4 separate regions of the Mus musculus genome follow, and regions 2, 3 and 4 are each linked to region 1. The links are chromatin contacts, called in public ChIA-PET, HiChIP or PLAC-seq and promoter capture Hi-C maps. All regions are on one chromosome and are shown on one strand. Each heading gives the region's core, a stretch centred on a gene start, on an enhancer-like site or on the middle of the called end of the contact. The rest is flanking DNA. Distances are from core to core; before and after follow the strand shown.

Region 1 (3,987 bases), core at 383-2,882:
TTACCACAAATTCAAGGCCAGCCTGGACGTCTTTCAGACCAGCTTGAAATGTATAGTAAGAGTATGTTTCAGCTGGGCGGTGGTGGCGCACACCTTTAATCCCAGCACTTAGGAGGCAGAGGCAGGTGGATTTCTGAGTTCAAGGCCAGCCTGGTCTACATAGTGAATTCCAGGACAGCCAGGGCTACACAGAGAAACCCTGTCTCGGAAAGAAAAAAAAAAAAAAAAAAAAAAAAAGAGCATGTCTCAAAGTAAGCTTAAGGGGGTCTGAGATGTAGCTGAGTGGCTGGAGTGCTTAGTGTGTACCCGCCCTGGAGTTAATCCCTAGCCCAGCATGACCTGGATACTTAAAATCAATCCCAGGCAGGGGAGGAAGATCCAACATTCCAGGTAATCTTCAACCACATAGCAAGTTCAAGGCCAGCTGAGGTACATGACACCCTGTCAGGGTGTGTGTGTGTGTGTGTGTTTAGACTGAAGGCCATGTCAAATTCCACTGAGATCATGAACAGAATTTTGATTGGAACTATATTACTTGGAGAAAATTCTCCGTTTTAGGCTCTTATCTGTGAAAACTATATTGCTCTACTTAGGTTCCTTTTGCTGTTTCATAGCTTCTTTGTGGTCCTGAGATTAGAATTTTATTAACTTTAAAGAAACCACTTAATCTAGTATGCACTACATTCTAGTTGCAAGTTTCTAGCACCAAGGTCACCTCTACACAAGCTGACCACACACGAGCTGTACCCTAACCTGAGGGGTGTTTTTATTTAATTGTGTATATGAGCACTTGGGGTTTCTATTGCTGTGACAAAGTACCATGCACTAAAAGAGAGGCAAAGGAAAACGTTTGTTTATTGATACTTGCTTTTGATGTCTGCGCATCAAAGTTACTCTCCTGGTTTTCTAGGGGTTCTATATAATTAGTTGCCGAATTTTATCACGTGGTCTCCTACTTCTGTGGGTTTTTTCCTCACCATACCTCGCGTGACACTTTAAAGAGTGTTTACTTTTATGTGTACTTGAGCGTGTCTGCTGACCTCTGTCAGGATCAGAGCCCCTGTTACTGGATTTCCTGGCACTTTTCGGGGTGCGGGAGCCAAACCTGAGAGCTGCAAGATGGCTTAACTTCCGCCCCTCTGTGCTTTTTCAATGTAATGAATTAAACATTAACCACGATATATTGCATTTGATATGCAACTCCGGGTCCCGGGTGGTATTTATCAACCTCATCACAGACACAGTTACTACGGCGCGCACGCCCGGGGTGAGGGTGGGTTGGGAAGTCCACCACGTGATCCGCAAGGCTTGAGGCGGAGAGCGACTTTTCAGTGTACCCAAGCCGTGGGAACGCGCCTGTCAGTTTAAGCAGTACGTCTCCCCCGATAGCTCTCTCCCTTTAGCCTGTTAATCTCTACTGTTGAGCACTTGTAATATTCGCAAGCCCCAAAGGCCAATCGCACCGGAAGTCGAACGCGCAAATCCGGAACTGCGTTCTGCAGACGCGCCTCCTCTCGGTTTTGGCCCTGCCCCTTCCGTCTCGAGTCGGGCATCGATTGGTCGGCGCGGTCCCATAAGAAGCTGCGCGCAGGCGTATATGATCTTTTCCTCAGCTGCCGCCAAGGTGCTCGGTCCTTCCGAGGAAGCTAAGGCCGCGTTGGGGTGAGGCCCTCACTTCATCCGGCGACTAGCACCGTGCCGGCAGTCTACAGCATGGCTTCCGTCTCCGAGCTCGCTTGCATCTACTCCGCCCTCATCCTGCACGACGACGAGGTGACGGTCACGGTAAGTGCGGGATAACCCCGGGCCGGCCACGTGTTTGTGCGGCGGACACCCGGCTCCGCCCGGACTTCGCATTCTCAGGCATTCGGTGACTTGGAGGCCTGTGAGGCGTATGCGCTCTGTCCTCCCCGCGCGGCCCAACCCGAGACAGGTGAATGGCGGTCCCGAGCGCGCATGTTAGGCCTACTGTTTAGAGTGGGCTGTTTTTATCTAAGTTTTAGGCCTCGAACTCAGGTCGTCAGGCCTGCGGGACAATCCCACAGCCCGCTGAGCCTTCAAACCTGGCCTTGTCTTTTTTAAGGTTGACTTTAGCCCAAGTACGAAACTTAACTCTGTATAAGTGACTGAGTTTTAGCCGCATTCTGATCGTTCTGACGGGTTGGCGTTTGTGTTCCAGGAGGATAAGATCAATGCCCTCATTAAAGCAGCTGGTGTCAGCGTCGAACCTTTCTGGCCTGGCTTGTTTGCCAAGGTAAGTTTTGGGGTTACACTTGGTAATGTACGATTTCCACCACCAGCCTTGATTTTTGTATCTTAGTTTGTACTTATTGATGTGGCTTTTATGTCAGGCCTTCACGGTCCATGGCTTGAGAATGAGTTTTGTTGCCTCTTAAGTTTGGGCATTTGAAGCAGTGAGATTCATGCAAAGTGGATAGCTACATTCTATTTATACAAACAGCTTTATTTCTGGCAAGTGGGGTCAATCAACTGGTGGCAGTTGTATATTGATTCCCTGTAGTCCTGAACATTGCTTTGGTCTCATGGGTGAAAAGAGCTTAATTGAATCATTAAATCTTGCAGCACAAAACTAAAAGCCTTTTCTATGTCTCTGTTGTAGGCTCTGGCCAATGTCAACATTGGGAGCCTCATCTGCAATGTAGGGGCTGGTGGGCCCGCTCCAGCAGCTGGAGCTGCGCCTGCTGGTGGTGCTGCTCCATCCACTGCCGCCGCCCCAGCTGAGGAGAAGAAAGTGGAGGCAAAGAAGGAAGAGTCCGAGGAGTCTGAAGATGACATGGGCTTCGGTCTTTTTGACTAAACTGCTTTTGTTAAGTTGGCTAATAAAGAGCTGAACCTGTAGGTGGACTGGTCTCACTTGTAAGCCACAAAGCTCTTGGAGTTTCAGAGATGGTAGCAGGTCCCAAAAAAATGTCAGGGAAGGAGGGTCTTGACCAAAGCCACCATGAGTTATATAAATAAGACCTGGGTCAAAAGAACTAGACGATCTGGGTAGAGAATGGGTGGGTCTGTCTCCAGGAAGCCCCTTCAAGCAACTGTTCAGAGAGCCTGTTTAGTGCCAGACAGACAGGCTGAGAGCTAACTCTTACTGTCAAGAATAACAAAATAACCTCTGGGTCTCCCGATGTTCATGTGTGAAGAACTTGACAGTTGTTGAGGATCTCAGAAGCATCTAGAAGGGCCAGAGAACCTACCAGTCCACTGGTGTAAAACCAGCAGCCTAAAGGATTCAGTCACGCAGCAAGGCTTGGTGTGTAACTACAACTTCATGTAGAAAGTTTAGGACTTGGGGCTGACAGTGCCAGGTACCCCATTGCCTCTGCCTTAGTGAAGAAGCTAGGGAGTGGGTTCAAAGCCAGCCTGAACTACAAAACATAAGTTTTATTATGTATGGTTTTGGTTGTATTGAAATTAACTGAGCTGGTGGTAGTGCACGCCTTTCATTTCCCAGCACTTGGGAGGCAGAGGCAGGTGGATTTCTGAGTTTGAGGCCAGCCTGGTCTACAAAGTGAGTCCCAGGGCTACACAGACAAAACTGATATGGCCCAGTGATAGTATTGTGAACCTGGGCTTATAATCTTGTAACCTGCCACCCACGTGTAGGATAATGGACACAGCATGCCTGGCCATAGGCTGTTATTTAGCTCAAATAGTTCTGGGCCTCCAGGTTCTGCTCAATTTGACGTCTACACTTCTGACATGGAATGCTAAGGATTGTATTGCCCAATGAAAATGGATGTTCTGGTCCTTGAGGCTCACCTCCTTGATGGGGCATTGTCTTCCCAAGGTAACCTTTTGTGGAGTTGGGTGGGGGTTAGAGTTTAAGGAAGGGTCTTACTGTGTAGCCTTGGCTAGTCTGGAAATCACCTGCCTTTGGAATTTAACGAGGGGACTGGTACCCTGGTTAATTATTGCACTTTAATCCCAGTGTTTGAGAGTGGAAGGCTGTCTAACTTGGGTTGTATGACA
Region 2 (3,987 bases), core at 415-2,914, 600 kb after region 1:
GCTCATGACTCCCCTGAGCACTCCCAGTTAATAAATCCCAGGCCCTCGTGGTGTGAAAGGGAAGAGATTACTAGTCCAGGCACTTGGCTGGCGCTGCAGGGTCTCTACACACCTCATACATCACATCTGATACCTCAGGGAGGTGTAGGCTGGCTTGGAGTGTTCTGTGTGGGGTGAGAAACAACATCTCCTCCACTCATGTGCCCCTTCCCAGACTCCTCTGCTTCCACCTGGACCCCAGAGGCAGAGTGCCCTTATGATAGTGTTGAGAGATAGTACATCCCTGCTCTCTGGTAGAGTACACTGCTCTCTCTCTCTCTCTCTCTCCCTCTCTCCCTCTCTCTCTCTCTCCCTCTCTCTCTCTGGGTGTGTGTGTGTGTGTGTGTGTGTGTGTGTGTGTGTGTGTGTGTGATGCAAAGACAGAGACACACCCAAGTCCATAGGCCTGCAGAGAGACCACTGTACTGTGTGGTGTATGTGCATGCTTATATGCGTGAGTGTGCTAGAAGCCAAGCTGGGAGCGGGCAGACCAGGGACAGAAGGAAGGGGAGAGACAGTAGAGAAAAGAAGAGGGACAGAGCATGTAGGGGTTTCATGGAGTCAGAGGCCTCCAGGGTCTGCATAGTCTAGCTGTCCCCTTCAATGAGATATCGAGTCAGAGCTAGTCCCCAGGCCAGGGGACAGAGGCATGCACAGTCTTAGGAGTCCAGGAGATAACAATATACAGGAGCCATGCAGGCCAGTCACAGACTTGGAACGGGACAGCTGGCCAGGCTTGCTCAAAGGTCTCAGCCCCCACACAGTTCCAGGTCACTCTTGCCATGAGGAACAAGAACATTCTTTTGCCAGATTTCTAATTTCCCTTCTCCTGAACTTCTGTAAAAAAAAATTTCCAAATTTTAAAGAAGCCTCAGTTGGGCCAAACAACACATCCTGTAGCCAGGTTCTGCCTGCTCAACACTGGGCTTGGTCTTTCCGCAGAAGAGGGGGGCAGTGGGGGGCATGTCTGCCAGGCTACTGCCACTTTCTGTCTGTGGGGTCCTGGGCCTCTGAGTTAATCTCTGAGCCTCTGTCTACTTATCTACACGATGTGGATAGGAATGGCTGTGGTGGCCTGAAGATAACACTCCCTCCTACAAGAGCCAGCAGTTGGCGTGCAGCAGAGCTCATCAGACGCTAGGCCCTTTGATCTGCAGCTCATCTCAGGCAATGGGTCTTAGAATCCCCCTTTCAGATATCTTCCTTCCTGGAATCCATCTCCCTGGGTTTAGGATAGAGATGTGAACAGCCTACCTAGCGTGGTGGTGCTGGTCTGTCATCCTGGATATCTGAGAGACTGAAGCAGTATCCTAGGCTACTCTCAAACCTTGAACTTCTCTGATCCGCCTGCTTCCAGCTCCCACTTGCTAGGAGTGGTGCAGATCACCACAACCAGTTTATGCAGTGCTGGGGATTGAACCCTGGGCTTTGCACATGCTGGGCAAGTACTCTGCCAAGAGAGCTAAGTCTGTAGACCTCAAAGTGAAGATTAACCCTGCCAGTGGGTTAATCTTCCTTCAAAGGTAGCTTGGACAAGAACAGCGAGTGGTTCCAGGAGTTAGTGGGCAAGAGCAAGAGAAAAGAGGAAAAGGTTATTCGTATCTTAGGCAGAGCCATGGGGAAGAGGACGGTTAAAGAAAACACGCAGTTTGCATATCTCAGAAGCAGAAGCCAAGGGCACTAGAGTCCCTGCTGCAAACTTTATAGATTGCACAACTGCCTTTTTAAAGACATAATCGTTCCAACTAAATGTGCCAGCATCTCCAGTCTCGCCAGCACTCCATGCTTCTGCTCTCAGATTGGTTTTGCTGGTATGATGGACAGGATGCCAACTTTTCCCCCAGTTAGTCAGGGGGAAGTCCCAAGGCAATTAAGAAAGAGTCCTCACTATGAACTAATGGGCATGCCTGCCAAGGAGGAGGAGGGACCTGATGTGTCTGGAAAGGGCATGGTGAGGCAGCGTGGATGGAAGCCCAGGGCAGCTGGGGCTCAGGCCAGGCCTGGCTGGCCGCTTCTCCTACCCATCTCAAGACTCTAAGGCTTGGGAGAGCCAGCATGAGTATGTGCCACCCATAGGCTTGACATTTGCTCCAGGTTCACCCAGATGAGGCTTCAGGGAGACAAGCTAGGCTTACCTTAGGCCCACCACCTATCAGTTCTAGAGAAGCACTCACAGTTGGGAGAAGGGGATATTGAGAGCTCCCTGCTGACGAGCTACAACCCAGCCAGTCCTGGATTTAAAGTGGTATACCGTCCACAAGATTCATTTGCTTGTTCGCGTGTTTTGCAGTGATGAACTCAGGGAACCCTAAAGGCTATGCAGGTGCTCCACCACTGGGAACTGTCTTTAGTCTCCTGTGTGTATGGAGGTCAGCGGTCAACATCACTCACCTCTCTCTCTCCCTCTCTCTCTGTCTGACACTCTCTTACTAAAACAGGAGCTCATTATTGGTTAGGGAAATCTTGCTCCATGCCTAGAGCAGGGAAACCGGAGGAGCCACCAGTGAGGTCTGCTGTGCTCTCAGTGCCATTGGTGGTTTCTGATCCACGTGCATGACTGATTGTGTGGGAGTGACAGCTCAGAAGGGATTCTCTAGACACTTGCATGTCACCAGGAGTTGTCTAGTAAATTAACACAAGCCACAGTGGACTTCAGTCTTGTCAAAGTGCCTTATCTGTCACCATGTGATTTCAGTTCAGGCCTTGGTGCAAATCTTACATGCTTTAAACAAACAAACAAACACCAGAGCTAGGGAGCCGGCTCGGCAGTTAATTGTATTTACTATTGTTCTATCAGGGGTCAGATTTCAGATCTCAGCACACACCATACGTGGCTCACAAATGTCTGTTACTCCAAGGGAACTCATGGCCCCTTCAGGCCTTCACGGGCACGTGCTTCCATAAATAAAAACAAATCTTGAAAGAAACATTAAAATAGTATCTTTACAATTTTAAAAGTAAAGCAGAAAAACACACATTTCTAGTATTGATACTTAAAATTATCCATAATCTCTAAGGTATCTGATATGTCTAAATAGTAGAGAATACAGACCCTACTGTATATGAAGTGCATTTTCCCAGCAAATACTCTGGTGTGTTTCCTTTTTAGGGATCTTTAAGTTCTTGGCAAACATTATTTAAAACTTTAAAAATGATTATTCATGTGAATGGGTGATTTGTCTGTGTGTCTCAGGCACACCGTGCTCTTGGAGGTCAGAGAGGACATCAGATCCCCTGGAACTGAAGTTACAGATGGTCATGAGCTGCCTAGTGGTTGCTGGGAACTGAACTTGGATCCTCTGGAAGAGCAGCCAGTGCATTTAACTGCTGAGCCATCTCTCCAACCTGGCAAACATTTTTGAAGGATGCATAGCTATATGTGGTGATACCCAAACGAAGTCTTACCTCATGGGAAATGGAGGCAGTAAGATTATGAGTTTGAGGTCAGCCTGGGTCAATGAGCAAGACTGTATCAAAACAAAACAGTTTTAGATGGTAGCCATTGTGAGACTACACTGTAGGTCATTTGGTAATATGTTGTTTGTCTTAGTTAGAGTTTTACTGCTGTGAACAGACACCATGACCAAGGCAACTCTTATAAAGACAACATTTAATTAGGGCTAGCTTACAGGTTCAGAGGTTCAGTCCATTATCATAAAGGTGGGAACATGGCAGCATCTAGGCAGGCATGGTGCTAGAGTAGCTGAGAGTTCTACATCTTCATCTGAAGACTGCTAGCAGAATACTGGCTTCCAAGCAGCTAGGATGGGGGTCTTAAAGCCCTCGCCATAGTGACACACCTACTCCAACAAGGCCACACCTCCCAATAGTGCCACTCCCTGGGCCGAGCATATATATAAACCATAACATTGTTGCTATCAGAATTTGCTGTCATGGCTCTCTTAACATAGTTGTATGGACACACATTTTTACCCCAAATCCTGACTA
Region 3 (3,987 bases), core at 793-3,292, 580 kb after region 1:
ATACATGATAGTGCATAAACCCATTGAAAAGAATCAGTACAAGTTAACTGAGGATGGGGAAATAATGTTGACAGAGAACAGCAAGATGCAGGAAAATGTGTGTAGCATGATCCATATTTTGAATAACACTATGATCTGTTTTTCCATTTCTTATTAAAGTCTATTTAGGAGTGGACCCACAAAAGGGTATATACTAAGTTAACTTGGTGGCCTAGTTAGCACTATTTGTTGACTTGAGACAGACAGACTAGAGTCATCTGAAATGAAAGTCTGGGTTGAGGAATTGCAGAGATCAGGTTGGCCTGTGAGGAACTGTCTCGAGCATCAATTGATGTAGGAGAGCCTCGCCCACTTTGGGTGGCACGATCCTTAGGCAAGATGACATGGCTGTCAAAGGAAGGTAGCTGACTATAGATAGGTCCGCAAGCAAGCCAGTGAGCAGAATCCCTCCATGGTTTCTGCTTGAGTCCAGGGCCCCTCAGTGATGGATTGGGACCTGTTAGTATAAGCCAAGTAAACCCTTTCGCTCCCAAGTTACCTTTGGTCAGAGTGTTTATCACAGTGATAGAAAAGAAGTTGTGATACGTGGTTATCTAAGAGAGGGGACTGAAGGGAATCTGGGCTTGAGAGGGCACAGACATTGTTACAGAGATGACAGTGTGAAAACAGGAGGAGATGGAATTCTTAGACAAAACTGGAGAAAAACAAACTACATAGTCTTCCTGCAGCCGAGTCCCAGCTTGCTTCCCAGTCTGGGTAGCCTAGTGACAACCACTGAAACACATTCCTACAGCACACAAGAAGCCAGCCCCTGCATTCAGGTCCCACAGATCTGCAGACCCCGTGTTTCAAGTTCTTTCCACCTCTCTGGTACTGTGTCTGTCCAGTGGCCATCAGTCATTTAGAGACTTTCCAAAGTGACCATTGCCTGCCAAGCCTAGTAGGACTCTCCAACTACTGCTACTGAGAACGTCACTGTTCCCACAGTTCTCAAAAAATGAAGTATGACGGTGAAAACTGCTGGAGCTACGTGCAACACATGCACATACAGTCTGCTTTGATTCCTTCACCCTGGAGCTCTTAGGTGTCATGCAACAGGAAGTTAGGCTGATCCAGACAAGAAGGGAAGAAGCTGGAGAAGTGCTGGCCCCTGAGCAGCTGTGGTGGTGGGGGAGTCCACCCTCATCTTCCCCATCTTTGCTTAAGAGTCCGTTGGTTCTGTACTTTATCCCTGGCCTTAGCAGGGCAGTGGGAGGTAGGGAGCCTGTTTTCCTCTCACCCCAGTGAGCCACAGCCTTCACAGCAGCTCAGAGGACCTGGTGTCACTGGGGGAGTGGAATGGGAGACTAGAGACTCAGAGATGTCACTGTCTACTTAACACTGCCTCACCCAGGCTGAGGGTAGGGAGAGGAGTTGAGTTGCTTCTCACTTAAGATTCTTAGGGTCATAAGTAACAGAAATTAGTTCAAGTTAACTTTATCATGAAAGGAGCTTTGGCCCAGTGAAACACAAACTCATGGAACTCAAGGCCCTATGAAGATCCATTAGTAACCACTGCCTCCCTTGGCCTGTCTCCTTAACCCTGCCTCTCCAGCCAGCTTCCCTGCTGATTGAATAAGTCTCTCCTCTGAGCTGTCTTTCCAGATGACTGTTTGACTGTCTGCCCTTCGTGCCCATATACCTGGAACACTTCCAGCCCACAGTGCCTTCATTTACATTTCCCCAGGTCTGAGAAAACAGCCTGTTTGGCTGCCTGACTCTCAAACTCAATTACACATTTCCCAAAGATTGGAGTTGCTGTGCTTGGGTGTGACAATCACCTTCGCTCCAACCAACAGCGGGCTGACGGGCAGAGGCAGTGTAAAGATGGCAGCCAAGGAGCCTGGGGCTGGGTGAGAACCCCTGATCCTGGGCAATGGGAACCCAGGAGAGAAGAGAGAGAGAAAACCAAGACTGAAATGCTGACTCAAAGCAAGAGTGTCTCTAAAACCACAGAAAGTCAGTGACCAGAAATATGGATCAGAGCAAGGAACAGGAAAGTGAAAGAATCAGGTTGGGGGCAAACAGGAAGCCGCAGCCCTCTTCGAGAACTCAGTAATGTACTGAGCCTTAGCAGTTACGCTGGGCTGAAATGTGGAGCTGGGTCAGCCTGGCTTCATAAGCCACACAGGGAGCTGACATTTACAATGGAGCTGGAGAAAATTGGAAATTAATTCTTACCATTCTCAAAGTAATATAAATAAATCTAAATGGCTTGGGATGCAAACTAGCCGGCCCCTGCTTCCGAGTGCACACCCCTCCATTACTCTCCCAGGAAAGCAGTTTCACAGGCCTTAGCCTCGGCCTCAGTCATAGAGCCAATTCTTTGTTCTACGTTTCTTTCCTTTTGTATAGTGTGTGTGTGTGTGTGTGTGTGTGTGTGTGTGTGTGTGTGTGTGAGCGCCTACAAGTGCACATACAGTGCAACACTGTTGAGGTTAGAGGACCATTTGGGTAGGTCCCAGGGATGGAACTCAGACATCAGATTTACTAGCAAGTGCCTTTACCTACTGAGCCTGTCTATAGGCCAGATTCTCTTCTTCTCTTCTCTTCTCTTCTCTTCTCTTCTCTTCTCTTCTCTTCTCTTCTCTTCTCTTCTCTTCTCTTCTCTTCTCTTCTCTCCTCTCCTCTCCTCTCCTCTCCTCTCCTCTCCTCTCCTCTCCTCTCCTCTCCTCTCCTCTTCTCTTCTCTTCTCTCCACCCCTCTCCCTGTTTTTTGGGACAGGGTTTATTTGTGTAGCCTTGGCTATCCTGAAACTCCCTCTGTAGATCAGGCTGGCCTGGAACTCACAGATCGGCCTGCCTCAGGCCTGGCCAAGTGCTGGGACCAAGGGTGTGTGCCACTGCTGTCCAGTTGCAGGCATTGTGTGGTGAGGGACTGGGTCTGACCCCAGGTGCCGTCTCCCATTCATGTTTCTATGCTTCTAAAGGCCCTGCTGTGAGGCTGCCCCCATGACCTATTGACCTCTTGCTTTGGTCACTGAGGACTTCACTACTGTCCCTGCTCAGAAGCTCCCACCTGGTGCTGTCTGTTACAGTCTTGGACTGTGTTTACATTACCATGGCTGTGACAACACCGGTACCCCTCGACTAAGATTCTGTTCCCTCTGGGAAGTCATGATCAGTTTGGTTTTCCTTGATATGACATCTCTTCGCCTCTGTCATCTGCTCAGTTTTCTCTGCTCTAAGACCCGCACGAAATGTCTACCAATATTGCTTTCTAAATGTCTAAAGCAACACCCTGGATAATATTCAAATTTTGCCTCCAAGCCTCCCCCACCTCATCCCTCGGTTGTACTTCTGCGGCTGTTACTGGTAATCAGGGTGTGGGCCGGGTGTTTTCAGGTTCTCGGCCCTTTACTCAAGGAGTTGAAGTGAAGGCTCACACTGATTGCCCACATAGCGAGGACCTTTGACTCAAAGCAAAACTATAGAACGGGTCAGAATATTTTGCAAGCCACATGGAAGGGAAGTGTTTACGCCCTCGGATTACTGTGTGGGCTTCTCCTTTATGTAGCTGAAGAGAAGGCGTTTGGCTACTAGGGGTGGGATGAGGACAATGTTATGTTTTGATTGATTGATTCAATCAAATAAGCTTTCCCATCATGCATCAGATTTTATTCCTCTGCATACCCAGTTATATACAAGCATAAGATGGCAAATAAAAGACTCTCTCTTAGAAGTTCACTTGAGGACACAGTTTAACCTTACCATACGTGTACCCTAAACCAGTTCAGGCTAGACTGGTCCTCCTACTCTTAGACCAGGATTTACCAGAGAATCAGAAACTGTCCAAGGCTGATAGTTGTTAGAGAGGGTCATAGACTGACATAGGTGGGTTTCTGAGGTTGCTAGGAACAGTGTTTGAAAGGAATGGGTGGTCTGTGTAGTGTGGCGATGAAGGAGCTGAGTTGCTGGTACAGTATTAGAGGAGAGGATGCCATAGCCC
Region 4 (3,987 bases), core at 524-3,023, 560 kb after region 1:
GACTCCCTGGGCTCCTTCTTTCCTAGTAGGAGGGTAAGATAGCTTGGGGCAGGAGGTCAGATTCCAAGATGATTGAGGAAGAATCCAATCTAGAGATGCCCCGTCCTTTGACATGGCAATGGTGTTGCATCTGCAAAGTTCAGGCTTTATGGCAGTGCAATCAACTTATAAAAGAAAATGTGTCTTTTAAAAGAAACCCTCATATTTTAAGCAATGTCATGACCTTGTATTGAGTCACCTTCTTAGCTATCCTGTGATGTGTGTGGTTATTCGACACAGCTTGGATAGGCCTACTGCTTAGCCTACTGCTTCTTCTATAAAGTGATGTCTAAGATCTGATTGGACCAAGGTCAAGAAAGTGACTAGCACTCCTCTTGGGGTTTAGGGTGGATGGCTGTGAATAATTTGGGGTGGGGTGGAGGAAACTTGATGATTGAGAGAGACCAGTTGGGTGGGAATGGGTTCAAGAGTAGAGATTGGCTCCTGTGCTTCCCCGACTGTCCCAACCCTTAACCCCAAGGCCAACATGAACTATCATTTATCTGCACATTGCCAAGGGAGGTCACTTCTGTCTGCCCAGTCTCTTTTATTGAGCCAGAAAATCAAGGCAGATGGAGATCCCAGGCAGGCCTGGCTTTTGAGTCTCCCAGAAATGGGTCCCCATCTCCTACACGCCACACACTCGAAGACAAATGAGGGAAGCTCAGCACAGTTCTGGGAGGATTGAGCAAGGTTGCTTGTGTGGTATCCATGGTGGCCTGAGAGGTCAGGAGCTGTCCAGTGACCCGAGTCAAGGGACGTGGGATGAGTGTTCAGGTCCTTGATCACTGTGGGGAGGGGCTTAGGCAATGGGCTTTATCAGCCTCTGTCGTAGGTTGCTATGGGACCCAAAGAGGAGACCTGAGAAATATCTCCCATCCTTGACAGTCATTCCTTAACATTCTGGAACCTTCTACATTTCAGAGCCAGAAACTCATCTTTTGCCCTACGCAGTGCACCAAGGAAGTTATAGAACAATAACTTTAAAAATATTTTTACATTTATTTATCTTATTTTATGGGTATTTCACCTGCATGGATGTGTGTGCACCATGTGTGTGTGACTGGTTCCTGAGGAGGTTAGAAGAGGGCTTTGGGTCCCCTGGCACTGGAGTCACAGAAGTTTATGAACCACTATGTGGGTGTTGGGAATTGAACTTGGGTTCTCTACAAAGGGAATAAGTGTTCTTCAGTTGCTGAGCTATCTCTTCAGCCCCATGACCCCATGAAATAGAATTTAATACTTCATGCTCTTTGTCCAAACCCACCAAAAGCAGGAATTAAATAAAATGTGGGGCACACATCTGTAATCCCAGCACTCCAGACGTGCAGACAGGAGGAAAGAAGTTCTGGTTTATCCTTGACTACCTAGTGAGTTCATGACCAGCGTGGGTGCTTGTGAAATGACCTACCGACCAAGTAAATAAGTAAATAGTAAGGAAATAAGGTCCCTGCTTTCCCCCCCATATCCATCTCAGTATCTCAGTCACAGTAAGAGATCAGTAAGTGTTGAATGAAAAAAAAAAAAAAAAACCCTCCACTGGCCAGTATACAAGACCACTCCCAGGCATATTAAATGAGAGTACAATCATCCATTGAATGGGCTTCCTTCAAAAGAGCCATATATCCTGGAAGCTCCATTCCAGACGCCCAGATGGCAGGGCCTGGGAGAGTTCCGAGTTATTCCTATTGAAACTGTTTCCTCTCAGAGGTCCAGAGTTCAAAAGCAAGGCATTTGCCACAAACAATTGGTCCAGTGTGAGAGGATGTGGCTGGCTGGGCTCCAGGGCCTCGTGGGACTTTGAGCAGTTACTAATGCAAATAGAAGGGAAAAGACTTATCCCGGGGGCAAATGTGGTCACCCAGAAATGCAGCCTCTGGCAACAGAAGGGAAAGAGAAGGTTAGGCTCTGTGCTTTGGGGAGAATGTCCTAGGACTTTGGAGGGGACTCGGGACTTCAGTCAGGAGGTGTAGGCCTCAGCAGAGAGCTAGGTCTCACATAAAAGTTTCTGTCTCTCTCACCTTTGTCTTAAGGCTGAGGGTAGTGGTGGCACATGACTGTTCACATGAATTAGTTAGCGGCAGAGGGCATCAGGTGCTCTGACCTGCTATTGTCTGCCTTGTCCCCTTGAGACAGGGTCTCACTGAGGCTGGAGCTCCCAGTTGAGGGTTGTGCTAGTTGGGAATCCCTGGTTTCCACTCTCCTCAGTGCTAGAGTTACAAGAGGGTCACTTGGCTTCCACATAGGTCCTGGGGATTTGAACTTAGGATCTCATGTGTGAACATTAGACACTCTTATCCACCAAGCCATCTCCCAGTGCTCAGAACTAAGTTTCTGTTCACCCAACTCTGACTCATTTCCCAAGGAAAATTTTCGCAGTTCAGGGTTATGGGCAGGCATATCAAGGAATCTTCCTGATTGGCGCACTGACTTCAGAATGCAGCTCTTTCTCTCTTGTGCTGAGGATAGCCCTCTACTGAAGGTAGGTAGTATCCGTGAGTGACCTTCTGCTGTGACATTTGTCCCTGCATTGCTGACTATGCACATGGTCTTCCCAGCCTTTGTCCACACCTTCCCTCCTTTCGAGTCACCTCTTCTCATATACTGGGTCCGATCATCATCCATTCTATGAAGGCTTTCTCTTCTCACCACAATCAGTAGGGACCCAGAGAGTAAGTGTGGAAGGAAAAGAGAAAAAGGGGGCAGAGAGAGCATTTGGAGCTACCTGGATGTTTGTCACTAGGCATGCATTGAGCATCCAGTACCATGTGCTGTGCGGAACTTGCTGAATGTGCACATTCCCAGTCCCCTCACCACGCCCCAGCAAAGGATTTCATTCCTACTCAGCTTTAAAGGTGTGTGTGTGTGTGTGTGTGTGTGTGTGTAGGGACAGTGTGTGGAGGACAGAAAACAACTTTTTGGGGTTGGTTCTCTCCTTCCGCCTTTTTTGAGTTCCAGAGCTTGAACAGATGTCACCGGGCTGGCCCCGCCAAGCTCTTTCACCCACTGAGCTGTCTTGCGGGTTTTCATTCTCCTTTTAAAGCCCATGCTGTGGTAGCAACTGCACTACACTCCTGCTTCTCCTTCTGGGCACTGGGTGGAATTTCACTTCTTGACCCAATGTGCTTAGGTGGAGCCATGGGAACAGTTCCAGACAATGATGTGTGAGAGGAAGTGGCCATCATTCTAGGGTGACGAGTGCTTCCTGTTTCTTCCTGCATGGTGACAGGCCAGCAGTGCTTGAAGAGGTGGCTGTTTTCCCCAACTTTCGCCAAGTGCCTCCCGACCTAGGATACACATAGAATACTAGTGAGCAAGAAATCCAATTTGATGACTTACCACAGAGGTCTGGACTTGTTTTATCCAGCCCATGCTGACCAAAGCATGGTTAGTGTTGATCGTTGCCATGACAAGATTTGGAATTACCTGGAAAGGGAGTCTCAGTGAGAGATTGTGTAGACCAGAAAGGCCTTTGGGCATGACTGTAAGGGTTTTTCCTTATGTGGGTGAACTGAGATGGGAGGTTCCACCCTGAATGTAGGCCACACCGTATATCATGGGCTGGATGGCCCCTGGACTGAATAAAAAGAGAGATGGAGTGGAATGTAAGCATCCCATAACTGCTTCTTGACTGTGAATACAACGTCATGAGGTGCCTCGAGCTCTGACTGCTGGGACCCTCAACCTCCACATGATTGAGCTTAGTCAGTCTTCTCTCCAGTAAGTTGCCTTCATCAGGGTATTTATCATAGCAACCAAACCCCAAAACCAAACCCAAGCCTTGGGAGGATCTGAATAGCTCTGGGAATGAGGTAGCATTGATTAAACACTTCTACTGAAAGGTGAGGGGGGCCAAGCAACTGGGCTCAGTGTTGTTGCCTCAAAGATGCAAGGCATGGGTCTCTTTTGGTCCATCTGGAAGGATCAGCCCTGAAACTTGTGCTTGGT

Evidence for each region. Promoter capture Hi-C pulls out the DNA fragments that hold promoters and counts their contacts. ChIA-PET counts read pairs in DNA pulled down with a chosen protein or histone mark. HiChIP or PLAC-seq counts read pairs in DNA pulled down with a chosen protein or histone mark.
Region 2: a contact with region 1 is called in an H3K4me3 HiChIP or PLAC-seq map of bone marrow-derived macrophages, with 5 times the contacts expected there. The contact joins the enhancer-like site here to the promoter of Rplp1 in region 1. A contact is called at or near these places in 4 of 39 promoter capture datasets (embryonic stem cells, liver and pre-B cells), 1 of 484 Hi-C or Micro-C datasets (bone marrow-derived macrophages), 12 of 115 datasets of contacts at active chromatin or transcription factors (the NIH/3T3 cell line, bone marrow-derived macrophages, embryonic basal ganglia and 8 more) and 2 of 9 other capture datasets (adipose tissue and macrophages).
Region 3: a contact with region 1 is called in an RNA polymerase II ChIA-PET map of memory CD8 T cells, with 22 read pairs. The contact joins the enhancer-like site here to the promoter of Rplp1 in region 1. A contact is called at or near these places in 5 of 39 promoter capture datasets (the C10 cell line, the SN4741 cell line, embryonic stem cells and 2 more), 1 of 484 Hi-C or Micro-C datasets (bone marrow-derived macrophages), 13 of 115 datasets of contacts at active chromatin or transcription factors (the NIH/3T3 cell line, acute myeloid leukemia, astrocytes and 10 more) and 2 of 9 other capture datasets (adipose tissue and macrophages).
Region 4: a contact with region 1 is called in a promoter capture Hi-C map of neural stem cells. The contact joins the enhancer-like site here to the promoter of Rplp1 in region 1. A contact is called at or near these places in 12 of 39 promoter capture datasets (the C10 cell line, HPC-7-derived erythroid cells, the SN4741 cell line and 8 more), 4 of 484 Hi-C or Micro-C datasets (B cells, CD4 T cells, the G1E-ER4 cell line and 1 more), 17 of 115 datasets of contacts at active chromatin or transcription factors (CD8 T cells, acute myeloid leukemia, craniofacial prominence and 12 more) and 1 of 9 other capture datasets (macrophages).

Annotation. Positions count from the first base shown.
Region 1 is chr9:61,912,155-61,916,141 of GRCm38.p6, reverse strand. Rplp1 (ribosomal protein, large, P1) reads left to right here and starts at 1,632. Exons shown (of 3, transcript NM_018853.3): 1 at 1,632-1,785; 2 at 2,180-2,254; 3 at 2,621-2,859. The coding sequence starts at 1,714. The coding sequence ends at 2,818.
Region 2 is chr9:61,307,893-61,311,879 of GRCm38.p6, reverse strand. No RefSeq gene overlaps it. Among named protein-coding and RNA genes, the nearest start is that of Gm51683, 4.8 kb to the left of the region's middle. Within about 2 kb of position 1,664, at least 31 of the 459 cell types and tissues checked have an H3K27ac peak or open chromatin away from gene starts, as enhancers often do. A contact at or near this core is called in adipose tissue, bone marrow-derived macrophages, embryonic limb bud and 1 more, where this site is marked.
Region 3 is chr9:61,330,441-61,334,427 of GRCm38.p6, reverse strand. No RefSeq gene overlaps it. Among named protein-coding and RNA genes, the nearest start is that of Gm34264, 3.8 kb to the right of the region's middle. Within about 2 kb of position 2,042, at least 21 of the 459 cell types and tissues checked have an H3K27ac peak or open chromatin away from gene starts, as enhancers often do. A contact at or near this core is called in memory CD8 T cells, where this site is marked.
Region 4 is chr9:61,349,082-61,353,068 of GRCm38.p6, reverse strand. No RefSeq gene overlaps it. Among named protein-coding and RNA genes, the nearest start is that of Gm39349, 12 kb to the right of the region's middle. Within about 2 kb of position 1,773, at least 45 of the 459 cell types and tissues checked have an H3K27ac peak or open chromatin away from gene starts, as enhancers often do. A contact at or near this core is called in embryonic limb bud, neural stem cells, pancreatic cancer cells and 1 more, where this site is marked.